Linked DNA regions of Hordeum vulgare: regions 1 and 3 are each linked to region 2. Evidence: chromatin contacts called from public Hi-C data. All regions are on one chromosome and are shown on one strand. Each heading gives the region's core, a stretch centred on a gene start, on an enhancer-like site or on the middle of the called end of the contact. The rest is flanking DNA. Distances are from core to core; before and after follow the strand shown.

Region 1 (4,049 bases), core at 278-2,777, 740 kb after region 2:
TTGAAGAAGGTATACGAGACGAACGAGTACCAAATCTCCGTTTAGGAGTAGGGATTTATTAGGTGTTTGTTTCAGAGATTTTCGCCCGTCAACTGTTTATGTCGTAAAAGGGAAACGTTACTAGCATTTGTTAACTCGACATCGTAAACACATCCCTCTGTAAACAGGTCCGGCCCAGTCATCGCTTGATACCGCCCAAGCCCCACCGGTAAGGTCACGGTACCAAGCCCAAGCCATCCTCCTGCCCCACGAGCCCTCTCCTCCCGCACAGCCCCCTTTGCCTCGTCCGTCGCCGCCTCCAAAATCCCCTTCGAGTCCGACGTCAATGCCTCCCAAACCCCTTCGAGCCCCCCTCCGCCTCCCTTGCAACAACTACCTTCGCCGACATCCATGGCTCCCTGACGAACTGAACGAGTTCCTTGTGGAGATCAAGACAGCCGGCGCCGCTTATGACCAGGAAGGCTGCGGCGCTTGAGATCGGTGGCGGTCGCCAGCGCACATGGTCAAGATGGCCGGTGTGGCACAAGATCCAGCGGTTGGGGGCTGGATTTGGGAACGGTTGGCGGTGTTTGAGATCTTGGTCGGCTCGGTCCGGGGCGAGCAAGAGCAGAGCCATCTACGGGGACGATGGTGGCTGGTAAGCAGTAGGGACGAGCAAGAACAGAGCGATGGTAAGCAATTCCTCTACCTGAACGGGAAACAAACAAACTTAAAAAAATCTCATTACACCTCCTTAAACACTGTGATCTGATTACGTTACCGTTACCGTGACCCTTTGTGTTGCCAAACACCTCCTTAGGCCTTGTTTGGTGCGCAGGGTTTGAGAAGGTTTGTAGGGGATTATCCCCGAGGGGATCAGAAACTCTGCAATTTCCCGCATGTCCATTTGGTGGACAGGGTTTGTGGTGAGCAAACCCCTTCAATCCTCTCTAATCTCCTCGATTTCTTCCTACCCATGCGGTTCAGAAACCTTATCTCATGGCTCGGGGATTTGACAATTGAGGGGGTTTGACAGGATTGGGTGAAAGGAAGGGATTCACCCAATCCTCTGAAACCTCCCCCTCCACAATCCTCCCCAACCCCTTCCTGTCAAAAAAGGCCTTAGGCCTCGTCTGGTTAAGGGGGATTGGGGAGGTTTTGAGAGGAAAATCCCCGGGAGGGCCAGAAACCTCACAGATCCTCGGACGCTCATTTGGTAAGAGGGGTTTGCTTAGCCCAATCCCCTCCGTTCCCCTTCAGTCTCTTCCTATCCATGTGTTTCAAAACCCTTTTTGGGGTACTAGTGGAAGCAAAATCCTGGGGATTTGAGAGGATTGGGTGGAACAAAGAGATTCACCCAATCCTCTGAAATCCCTCCCTTTCAAAACCTCCTTAACCAAACGAGGCCTTAGGTAGTCTATTTCTCTATCCGGGCATGATACCCCCACTATGGCCAGTCTTATAGGAGTATTTAAGAAGGGAGGGAGTAGTTTTTTTTCTATCCCTGCACGGGCATTTATAGCTAGTCTAGAAAGAGAAAGCTGAGCAACCTGTCCCATCTGGCAGCAGCCAGTGACGCTGCCACCTGCTAGAAGTTTCGCACCCCGGTCCGCAGTTGCCACCCGGAAGTTACCGGCGCCGCCGGTTCCCACCCCACCCCGCCTCTCCGGTCTCTGCCTTGACCCTCCAACTCTTCCCACCTTCTTCGGGCAGGCTTCACTTCAGCTCAGCTGCAAAGATATCTCCTTTCTTCTTTTCCATCCGTCCCCCAACTGCTCCTCACTTTTCTTCTCCCCTTCCTTTCTCCCGATCTGAGCACCACCCATTCGCTCTATCGATTGATCCCCACAGCTCCGATCCTCGAGTAGCAAAGTGGCCAGATTAGTCGGCGTTCTGCTTCCTGCTCAGCCCAGATTAGATTTGCTTGTCTTGTTGTTTTTGTGCTGGGTCGCTCGCTCCAATCGGTCAAGATTTTCTACTCTCTCTCTCTCGCTCTTGGCGTCTAGTTCATCCGCCGCGGAATAGCCCGATTCACTTCCTTGATTTGATTTGACTTCATTTCGTCTTCTTGGAGGCAAAACAATCGTCCTCGTTGAGTTGGAGGAGAAAGGGGATGCAAACTTCGCTGCGGCCACTCTTGTATCCCCATTTTTAAGTAGCATATGCTCGTCTCGGGGATGAGATACTTGTGAATTTCACGGTCCAGTTTGCTGTCTCCATGTCTCCTCTGGCTCTTCTCCTCGCTCTGCTCTTCCTTTTGTGCTCGTCTCTGGCTTTGGTTTCCGGGTCCGAGCCAACCCTTCCATGGACCTGTGGGGATGAGCAAGTTTCCATCTTGGAGACCTCTGACGGCCGTCAAAACCTGTCCATCAATGGGGTTTTGGTGAAGGACCGTGCTCAAGGCTGCGACAGGCTCCGGTCCTACTTTGGGAGTGGTTGCCTCAGCTGCGATGAGCGGTCGCAATCCTGGAGGGGTGCGTGGATGCGCTACTGCAGCGATGATGGGAGTCAATCTAGCTATGGTGAGTCGCTTCTAGGTTTCTAGCTTCAGTTGTGTCTGCAGTTCGTTCCATACGTTTATGCTTGTATTAGAGCTTGAATTGCGCTCATGGTGATGTCAGTTGAAAATATGATTCGGTTGGTTGAGGATTACCTTTAGTTGCAAATGCTATCCTATAGTGAATTTACAATAGGGGCCCTTTATTATAATAATAAGTACGGCAGTATATCTTCTTTTGTTATTTTTCTCAGACTAGTCATTGGCAATTATCTATGGAACTTTGGCCATTTGCTAGCATGCACCGATGTAGTAATGAACAAAGTGACTACTGAAAATGAACAAAATGACAATCAAGTATTTGGCTTAAAATGCCTGATTGCGGTTGCTGGATTGTGCTGTGCTGAACCTATATTATAATTTTATGATCAAACATGAAAAGATCGGCACAGCAATAGGAAAAGAACAGATTATACAAATGATAAAATCGGCAAAAGCTGGTTAAGACAAATAGGATTATCAATTATCATAATGCACTACAATACCAAACACATGCATTGTACTGAATGATTCTGTTTACAAGACATGAATTGTACTGATGGAAGCTGTTGTTGGTACTTCGTGTAACACTAGCATTCATGCATCCTACTATTATTCTTTAGTTTTGCTGTAGACGTTTAGTTCTGTGGGAATGCCACTTCTATTCTATGCCAGACTGACTATATCTGTTAGTGTGAGCCGTGAGTGTACAGGCCCACCACTCAGGTTCTTGTCATCTTCAGCTTGAATTTGACTGCTTATTTCCATAATTAATTCGTTACCTAGTTCCTTGTAGGTATTCTAGTTACTTCTATATCATGCAACCTATAGATGACATATATGGTTTTCTAAGTTCTGTTTCCACACATGCATTGTTACGAAATGTAGTAACTTCAGCTCCAAACATACCAAGGAGGCTTTTGAAGCGGCTGTCTGAGACTGGCGTAAAAGCTGAAGATGACCCATGTGGGAACACGGGTCTACATGAAAATAAACATGATGCCAATGATTCTTCCGAAAAAGAGGATCCTCTATTGGCTGTGCCAGGTGTGCTTCTCCTATGCTGTGGTCTCATGCTCCCATGTTTTCATGCCGAAAGAAAAGAAGGAAGAAGCCACAATTCTACATCCATCCAGCGCAATGCTGGTGAGTCAATACATCATATGTTATTGTCCTTTTTTTTCCTTTTGCAACAAATGTGTTATTGTCCGTTGATATTCGGGAAAAGCCAATTCTTCCTGTCATCCTTGTAATGGGATCAAAAGTAAATACACCAAATATTAGTTTTCTGGACTCAAATTGGAGTAGGCTAATTTGGCATAATCGTTTTTAGAAAGTCCATCTAGTTCAAGCACTATACTGGGTTGGGTACGCTTGGTCAATAATAATGCATGCATTAGAGTTTGGTGAATACTATGCATGCATGGATGAGAGATGGTGATATTGGATGATGCGCACACCACTGCCCTCTAATTACACTTTTTTTAGTTATTAATTGAACGCCTGTGTGCTGCTGCAAAAGTGATATTAGTAT
Region 2 (3,743 bases), core at 140-2,639:
GGGGAGAGGAGTGGGAGAGAGAGAGGGGCGGGGTGTGGAGCCGTGGGGCAGCGGCGCGAGGGGGCTGTGGGGCACCGGGGCAGCGACGAGGGCGGTGGGGCGGCGGCGGGGGCGCTAGGGGTGGCGGCGCGACGGTGGTGGCGGCGGTGGGCGTCGGGGAGAGGAGTGGGAGAGAGAGAGGGGCGGGGTGTGGAGCTGTTACACACTGGGTGAGAGAGAGAGAGAGGGGCGGGGTGGGGGCAAAGAGCCGTTACGGAGTTAGCTCTTTGCTGTGCCGGCGGACGACAAAGAGTCTAGACTCTTTGCCGTCTGCCTCCAGACGACAAAGAAGGGACTCCAGTTTGACCTAACGTACCCGCGGTCAGGTGGGCCCCACCTATATATTTGTCGTCTGCTGTGCGACTCTTTGCCCTCTGCGGCTGACGGCAAATATGTGACTGATGGCAAAGACATTCTATACCATGAGCCAGTTCTTTGTCGTGTGGTTTGTGACAGCCTTTACCGTCAGCGAGCAGACGACAAATATATGACAGACGGCAAAAAACTGAATTTCAGTAGTGAATGATGTATACTAAACTGTTGATACGAGGTTTGTGTAAACAAGTGAATTAATGTTGACCTTCGTATTTTAACAAAACAAATTCTAACTTTTCAGTTAATCAATCCACATTTTATCTAAAACGAAATTATTCATATCTTTTAAACCGTAACTCCGATTTTAACATGTTATATATGAAATTTGATTAAAAAATATGTAGAATCTAAATAGAATGTTATTTTTAGCTATTGAATACTTCTTAAATATTATTTTTGGTGCAAACTTAATCTGTAGTGCACGGTTCTTTTTTCTCTCTCTTTCCGGCGACGATACGAATTGCAATAAACATCCATTAAATTAAAACCAAATTGAGAGGAAAGAAAAACATCGTTGACAACACATGCACACCTTTGAAAAACCTCGTGGGGAGAAACAACATATTTCTCATCTTATTCCGAGTGACTGTATATTCAAACGCGTTTTCATTGTGTGAGCACTAAAGCCATCATCGGCAACACAAATGTGATGCCATGTGAAAATATATTGCGTTTAGAGCTTGTGTTATTTTCTCTTTCGTTGCAACGCACGGGCTCTTTTGCTAGTAGCTTAAAAACATAAAGAGTATATGCAGCCGCGTCGCAACATTCATACAACTTATGGTAATATGATGTCCACGATAATGCATATGCATCATCTATCTATAATTAAAAATATTTATAAAATAACTTATATTTAAAAAGTTTCCACATAGGTTGATAAAATATCCCTATTGAAGCCGGGAAAGATGCCCCGAAATTACGTTGTCCGTTGGCAGAAACGGAAGGGGTACGCCGGGGCAGCAGACTGCCGTCGGTCGCCCATCGGATCCAATCTGATCCTCACGGCCATTGGCACTTTACGAGGCGGAGTTGAAATTCCACACGGCCTCTCTCTTCGCCTTCGCCTTCCCCCTCTCGTGCTCGCGAGCCGCGTCAAAACCCTAGCCACCTTCTGCCCACCACATGCACCGCGGCAGCGACCGCTCCGCCGACCCTTCAGGCCCCGCGGGCGCCGCTCGCAGCGGCGGGGACGGCAGATTCGCGCGCGGACCCTCACGCTGGTCCGGCGGCGGCGGGGGTAGCCCCCCGCCCCACCGCTCCTCCCGCGGCGGGAGCAGCGACGGCGGCGGAGGCGGAGGCGGAGGCGGAGGCGGGAGGTTCCATCCGTACCGTGCGCCGTCTGAATACGTTGTTGGCGGTGGTGGAACTGGAGGGTACAGAGGCGGCGGCGGCGACTTTGATGAGACGGCCGGTGGAGCGAGGAGCCGTTACGGAGGCGGTGGCGGCGGAGGCCGTGGAGACTACTCAGGTTTGGTCCAGGATCTTGGCTTCTGCGCTTTGGCATTTTCTAGGTTTTGCTGTGCCGCGCTGCCTCTAGATGTGGAATTTTAGCTTGTATACGCACGGGAAAAGGTTTTTGGGCTTTTGGTCCTCTGTGCAATAAGTGATGAAGTTGAACTTCCATGATCTCTGGAAGATTTTACACCAAGTTCAATCAACTGTTGTTAACTCGCCATAGCTGAACAGTCACTGTTGGGATGTGACAAACCAGTGGTCCAAGTATGCAGCTGCGTAATATGTGCTAGCATGTATACCATGATGGCAAGACCACCCACCTTTTTTGAATGAATGATGAACTTAGACTGGTTTCAGATGTACATGCTATACAGGGGATTAGATTATTTGCCCCACTTTACTAGGGGTTTGATGATTTGCCGAGGCTCGTCTCAGTGGCGGGTCGTCATCCCACCCCCCCCCCCCCCCCCCCGATTTTAACATGTTATATATGAAATTTGATTAAAAAATATGTAGAATCTAAATAGAATGTTATTTTTAGCTATTGAATACTTCTTAAATATTATTTTTGGTGCAAACTTAATCTGTAGTGCACGGTTCTTTTTTCTCTCTCTTTCCGGCGACGATACGAATTGCAATAAACATCCATTAAATTAAAACCAAATTGAGAGGAAAGAAAAACATCGTTGACAACACATGCACACCTTTGAAAAACCTCGTGGGGAGAAACAACATATTTCTCATCTTATTCCGAGTGACTGTATATTCAAACGCGTTTTCATTGTGTGAGCACTAAAGCCATCATCGGCAACACAAATGTGATGCCATGTGAAAATATATTGCGTTTAGAGCTTGTGTTATTTTCTCTTTCGTTGCAACGCACGGGCTCTTTTGCTAGTAGCTTAAAAACAGAAAGAGTATATGCAGCCGCGTTGCAACATTCATACAACTTATGGTAATATGATGTCCACGATAATGCATACACACTGGTGGGATGACACAAATTTTAAATGTAGAAGTAAAGCGTGGGTTAAGATCTAATTTCTCCATGATACACACTGGTGTGTTCTGTCTTGTTGTTAAATCAGTATAATAATGGTATGGCCTATGAGCTTATCTCGTGATGAAGCTTCAGATAAGCTATTGTAATAGCCTAACAGTTTCAGGTAGGTCATATCTGGTTAATCCAGATGTTGGCCTTAAGTCATAACCGTTAAGCTAAATGCTATGTTTTCCCTCCTAGTAAGCAGTTTATGTACCAATTTGAACCCATCAAGTTCTTATTTGTATTGGCACCAGTAATCAATGTCAGTAGAACTTATGTTTGTTAGCTGATTGTACTGTTTTATCTCATTGAACTTCAGTGGATAAATATTTGAGCTTGTCTTACTCCCTCTCACCAGCTAGTTAATTGATATTCACGTGGAAAATTTTCAGCAGATCATGATAACAAAAGTGGTTATGTTAAACTTTTCGTTGGATCAGTTCCAAGAACAGCAAATGAAGATGATGTGAGTACAACTTTCATACGTACTGTGGTATCTGCTATTATTTACCTGCAGATTTGTTAATATGTCTACTTTACATAATCTCAGAACTGGGAAGGCTGCTTTGTTGTACATTAACTTGATTTTGTTTTATCATGGCTTATTGCTATCCATGAAACCATTCCAATGTTTATATAAATTGGAAGTCCTATAAGGTAGGTAGGTGGTAAAAGTGGCTTTTTTTGTGTTAAGAAAATCTACATTTTAAAGAGTGCTAGCGTAAAATTTAGCTAAATCCGCCTTTGGCCAATTCCCAGTTATGGCTTATTAACATGATCTCAACTCCACTGGGAGCATTGCATTCACAGTATTGATTACAAAGTT
Region 3 (4,078 bases), core at 267-2,766, 720 kb before region 2:
GAAAATGTGTACTCGCGCTGTTGCTCACTGTTCTGCAGATGGCCAGGTTTGAAGTCTAAACATTACTGATTATTCAATTGTTGCTCATAGTCATATCCTGAATACTGTTGTAGACACAGTGGACAGTGAATTAATGTTGACAATTCAGTTGTATCCAACCAATGTACACCAAGTCAGATCCATTTTCACACTACATGGTATACATAAAGAACTAAAAATTTAAATAGAAAAATCAGTTACAAGACATAGTACAGTATGATCACGAAAACTGAGCAGCCAGCAAAGTGCCAGTTAAATAGTTTCAATACCATGCTATGGACTCAAGCTGAGCATTCTAGTAAGTGGAGAATCATATTATGTGCTATACAATATACATAGATACCGCCTAACTGTTTCACCAATAATTCTCACCCCAACCATTTTTTCTTTCCATTTGGAGGAAATTTCTGCTTCAAATTTATAATCTAACAGAGAATTTTAAACAAATCGCCTATGCTTCAAGAAATGTACAACATTACTAACTAAAATCAGGGAAGTGAGAAACACTCCCAAGCCTAGTAGCAAGCCCTGTTGGCATTCACATGCACCATGTAATACCCACGTCCACATGACCATTGATAGACACACAATCAAATGGGTACAAATCCAACACCAGCACATTAAGATGCTAGTGAGCCATGCGACAATCACATACAAGATAGCAGTGTATAGACACGCGTCAGATATACGCAGCACGCAATCACACACCCCAGATGCACCCAACCACTTACAAACATATGCAGGCTCACCGTCACCCACCATGAGAGGAGGGGAGAGCCATGCAGACAGCTACAACAAGCATACCACACAATTCACGTGCAAGATACACTGAGCAAGCATATAAGCACAGTGAGTGGTGACAGAAACATCAGGTGAGCAATACTAAAAAAACAGCCTTCGCTGAGCAAACATGCCACCACGAACCCGGCGAGATACAGGATTTGCTATGTATTCAGTCAAAGAATATATAAAGCAATCAGAGAGCATCCTAACTCTCCTCGCCTTTAGACGTATAGGGAAGCAAAAGCAGAGATCCAATCGCCCACCTTGGGGTCACCCTCCTTCTTGAGCAGGAGCTGCGCGAGCACCTCGGCGCACTCGGCGTACCGGCGGCTCTGGAACAGCACGGCGGCGTCCCTCGCCATAGCTGCCGTCGCGGAGAGCGTCCCGTCCTCCTCCGCCCCGGGCTGTGGCTGGGGCGGCGGCGCCTCCTTCGGCGCCGCGGGCTCCATCCGCCAGATCTTGCACGGACGGTGGCTGAATCGGGAGCGCGGGTGCGACACGCGGACGCCCGATTCGCGAGCCGACGCAGCGAACTGGAGCACTGGCGGTAGGGTTTGGAGTTGGGGAGGGCTAGCTAGGGTTTGGACGCGATGGCGATGGGATACGCCAGAGCGAGGGAGGGGGAGTGGGAGGGGGGGCGAAATCGACGAAGGCGATGGATAGAGAGAGAAGAGGGAGTTGCTTTCCTCTCCTGATTTGTTAGTTTTTCACGATACTGCCATTTCGACAGGGGCCAATGTCCGTCCTGGAATTTTTGCGAAAGGGTCCCTGTCGTTTCAGGTAATTAACCCGCACTCCTTATGTAAGTCGGGTCGAACCGTTTTTCACTTTTTATGAAAAAACCCTGTATTTAATCCGACCGCTCCCCTCCGGCGATGTTGATGCGTCGCCGCCGCCTGTTGGGCCCGGTCCTCCCCCGCCTCCTCGTCGCCCTGCTCCTCGCGTCCGCCGTCGCATTGCTCCCCGGCGACGCGGCCGAGGCGGCCGACGAGGGCCGCGTGGGCAAGGCGATCGCGGCGGTGGAGCGCGCAAACGCCACGGCCGTGGCCCTGGGGCGGCCCAGGCCGGCGGGGAGGCAGCGCAGGGCAATGGCACGAACAAGGAGAACAGCCTCGCCGACATGATCAACCGCGCGCTCGAGAAGGAGTTCCCCGACTCGGAGGGCGACCAGGGCGGCGGAGGTGCGTGGATCTGAGTCCCGCCATCTCCCCCGATCCGCCTCGCGGGCTCCGTGGCTCGGGGATCTGGTTTCGGCGCGCCCTGGCGTGTGTCGGCGGCCGGCTGCCTAGATCTCGGCCCCGGCTGCCGCGCTTTGCTCGGAATTGGCGAATCCTGCCTGTTTCTGGGTCTTTGCATTGAGCTGGCCTGTGCTGACCTCTACTGCTATGATTTTGCAGAGACGGACCGCGGCAGCTTCAACAACACGGTCGCCGAGAAGCAGGTGTTTCATCTGCACAGTTTTGTTTGTGTGTGGTCGGATTGTTCGTTTACAATGATTATGGAACCTGGTTGAATATTGCATTATTATGATGCTCATGGAATGGTTGTTCATGTCTTGCCGGCTCTCTAGATTTAGGAGGAGCACATGAGGTCGGCGGCGGCGGCCCGTCTAATCCGGCGACAGGAGGAGCACACGAGGCTGACGACGGTCGCGAGACCACCACAGCAGGCCAACAAGGCAGCGTCGCCGGCCGACGACGGCATCCACGAGGACCTGCCGGCCTCCGCCCAGAACGAGAGGACCGGATCCGAGCCGGCGGCCGCGCCTGAGGTGGAGGTGCAGCTCTTCCGCCGCGACCGGTGACCGTGTTCCGGTCGCCCCTGTGCGGGTACACGCAGGACCAGCTGGAGGTGGGGGACATCCTGGAGAAGCACGGCCTCAAGTCCGTCTTCGCCTTCGACGCCGCCTCCCGCGCGCGCGGTGTCGCCATTCATTCAACCCCCCGCAACGGCCGCTCCCTCCTCCCTTACGCCGCCGACTCCACCATCTTCCTCGACGGCGAGCCCAAGGTAAGTCTCCACACCTATTTTTTGTGGGGTGTTTTGAGGGTTGGGGATTGATTGGATCTTCCGTGACAGTTGTATAGCAATAGGATGGTAGTTGCCTCGTTTTTCCATTCCAATTGCGAAATGGGAGGGTGGTATCGGCATGCCCACAAGCAACTCGCAACCTTTGTGCACAACCCAGCAGTTTATGAGAGAAATTTATTGCTTCAACCATTTCCGCATACAAGCAAAGTACCAAATAAATCTAAGTTCGGTGCAGGTTTTCTGATATGTTTATCTTTCCACCTTTTCAGTTAGTTGATTATGGTCATGATGGATGTCTTTTGATGCTCCAAGACTGTTTGGATGAAGTGTTGTTGAATGACAGGGAGGCCAAAAACTTGCAGTTGAAGCATGATCTTTTATCCTCCACTTTCAGATATTGCCTGGATAAAACTTACTTCAGCACTTGTTTCTGTGAAGCACTGATGCGGATAAAAACTGCTACAGATGGCCTCCTTGAGACTCTGTCGAGTGTACTGGAACTCTCAGCAGCCGAGAAAGTCGGTATTGGTCTTGCATTGTCAGATTCTGATAATTCAGGCATGAAGCTGAAAGGTAAACACTAGGTGGTGAAGTTAAACTCTGTGTTGAGTGTGTCAAGGTTGCTTCTTCTATTTTCAGTTGTTTGTTGAAATCTACATTATTTTCATCATTCCAGGGCAACAATTTGAAATTGCTCAAGTTGAGGAGTTGTGTTTGAATCCTGATCAGTCGATACCAAACGACCAAATTCATGAAATTGTCGTCTTCCTTCACCAGACCGATGGCCTGACAAAGCATATGGATACTTTTAGTAGCATTGCTTCTCTTCTATAAGTTGGACAGAGTCCTTTTTTTGCTCCCATCCCCAAGGAGCAGTATGATGCTCACTCAATAAATCCTTCAAGGTGTTTAATCTTTCACTAACCAAAATCTTTGTGTTTTGGTTCACCTCATGTCCAATTGCTTACTTGTATTACCCCCTTATTTTCTGTGTCGTGCAGACATTTGGAGATGTACTTAGATAGCACAAATGATGACTTAGAGTCACTTCTTTCTAAAATTGAGAAAGAAATAAGTATGGCGGACATCGTAATTGAGTAGGGTTATGGATGCACTGTTGATAGCACACAGTGTAAGGAAATACTATCCACTTTTCAGCCTCTTGATGATGTGGCAATATCTAAGTTGCTCGGGGCAGTTATTGGCACTCAAAATAGTCTCGGAG

The links. Hi-C and Micro-C count contacts between places; a contact is called where the count stands out from the background.
Region 1: a contact with region 2 is called in a Hi-C map of seedling, with 5 times the contacts expected there. The contact joins the promoter of LOC123399503 here to the promoter of LOC123399188 in region 2. A contact is called at or near these places in 3 of 6 Hi-C or Micro-C datasets (leaf and seedling) and 1 of 1 datasets of contacts at active chromatin or transcription factors (embryo).
Region 3: a Hi-C map of seedling shows a contact between it and region 2, with 5 times the contacts expected there. The contact joins the promoter of LOC123399448 here to the promoter of LOC123399188 in region 2. A contact is called at or near these places in 3 of 6 Hi-C or Micro-C datasets (leaf and seedling).

Annotation. Positions count from the first base shown.
Region 1 is chr5H:353,790,344-353,794,392 of MorexV3_pseudomolecules_assembly, forward strand. It overlaps LOC123399503 (calmodulin-binding receptor-like cytoplasmic kinase 3), which reads left to right and starts at 1,528. Exons shown (of 7, transcript XM_045093908.1): 1 at 1,528-2,501; 2 at 3,404-3,661. The coding sequence starts at 2,198.
Region 2 is chr5H:353,050,634-353,054,376 of MorexV3_pseudomolecules_assembly, forward strand. It overlaps LOC123399188 (flowering time control protein FCA-like), which reads left to right and starts at 1,390. Exons shown (of 18, transcript XM_045093619.1): 1 at 1,390-1,885; 2 at 3,313-3,383. The coding sequence starts at 1,540.
Region 3 is chr5H:352,326,325-352,330,402 of MorexV3_pseudomolecules_assembly, forward strand. It overlaps LOC123399448 (CCR4-NOT transcription complex subunit 10), which reads right to left and starts at 1,517. Exons shown (of 6, transcript XM_045093859.1): 1 at 1,086-1,517. The coding sequence starts at 1,271. It also overlaps the pseudogene LOC123396701.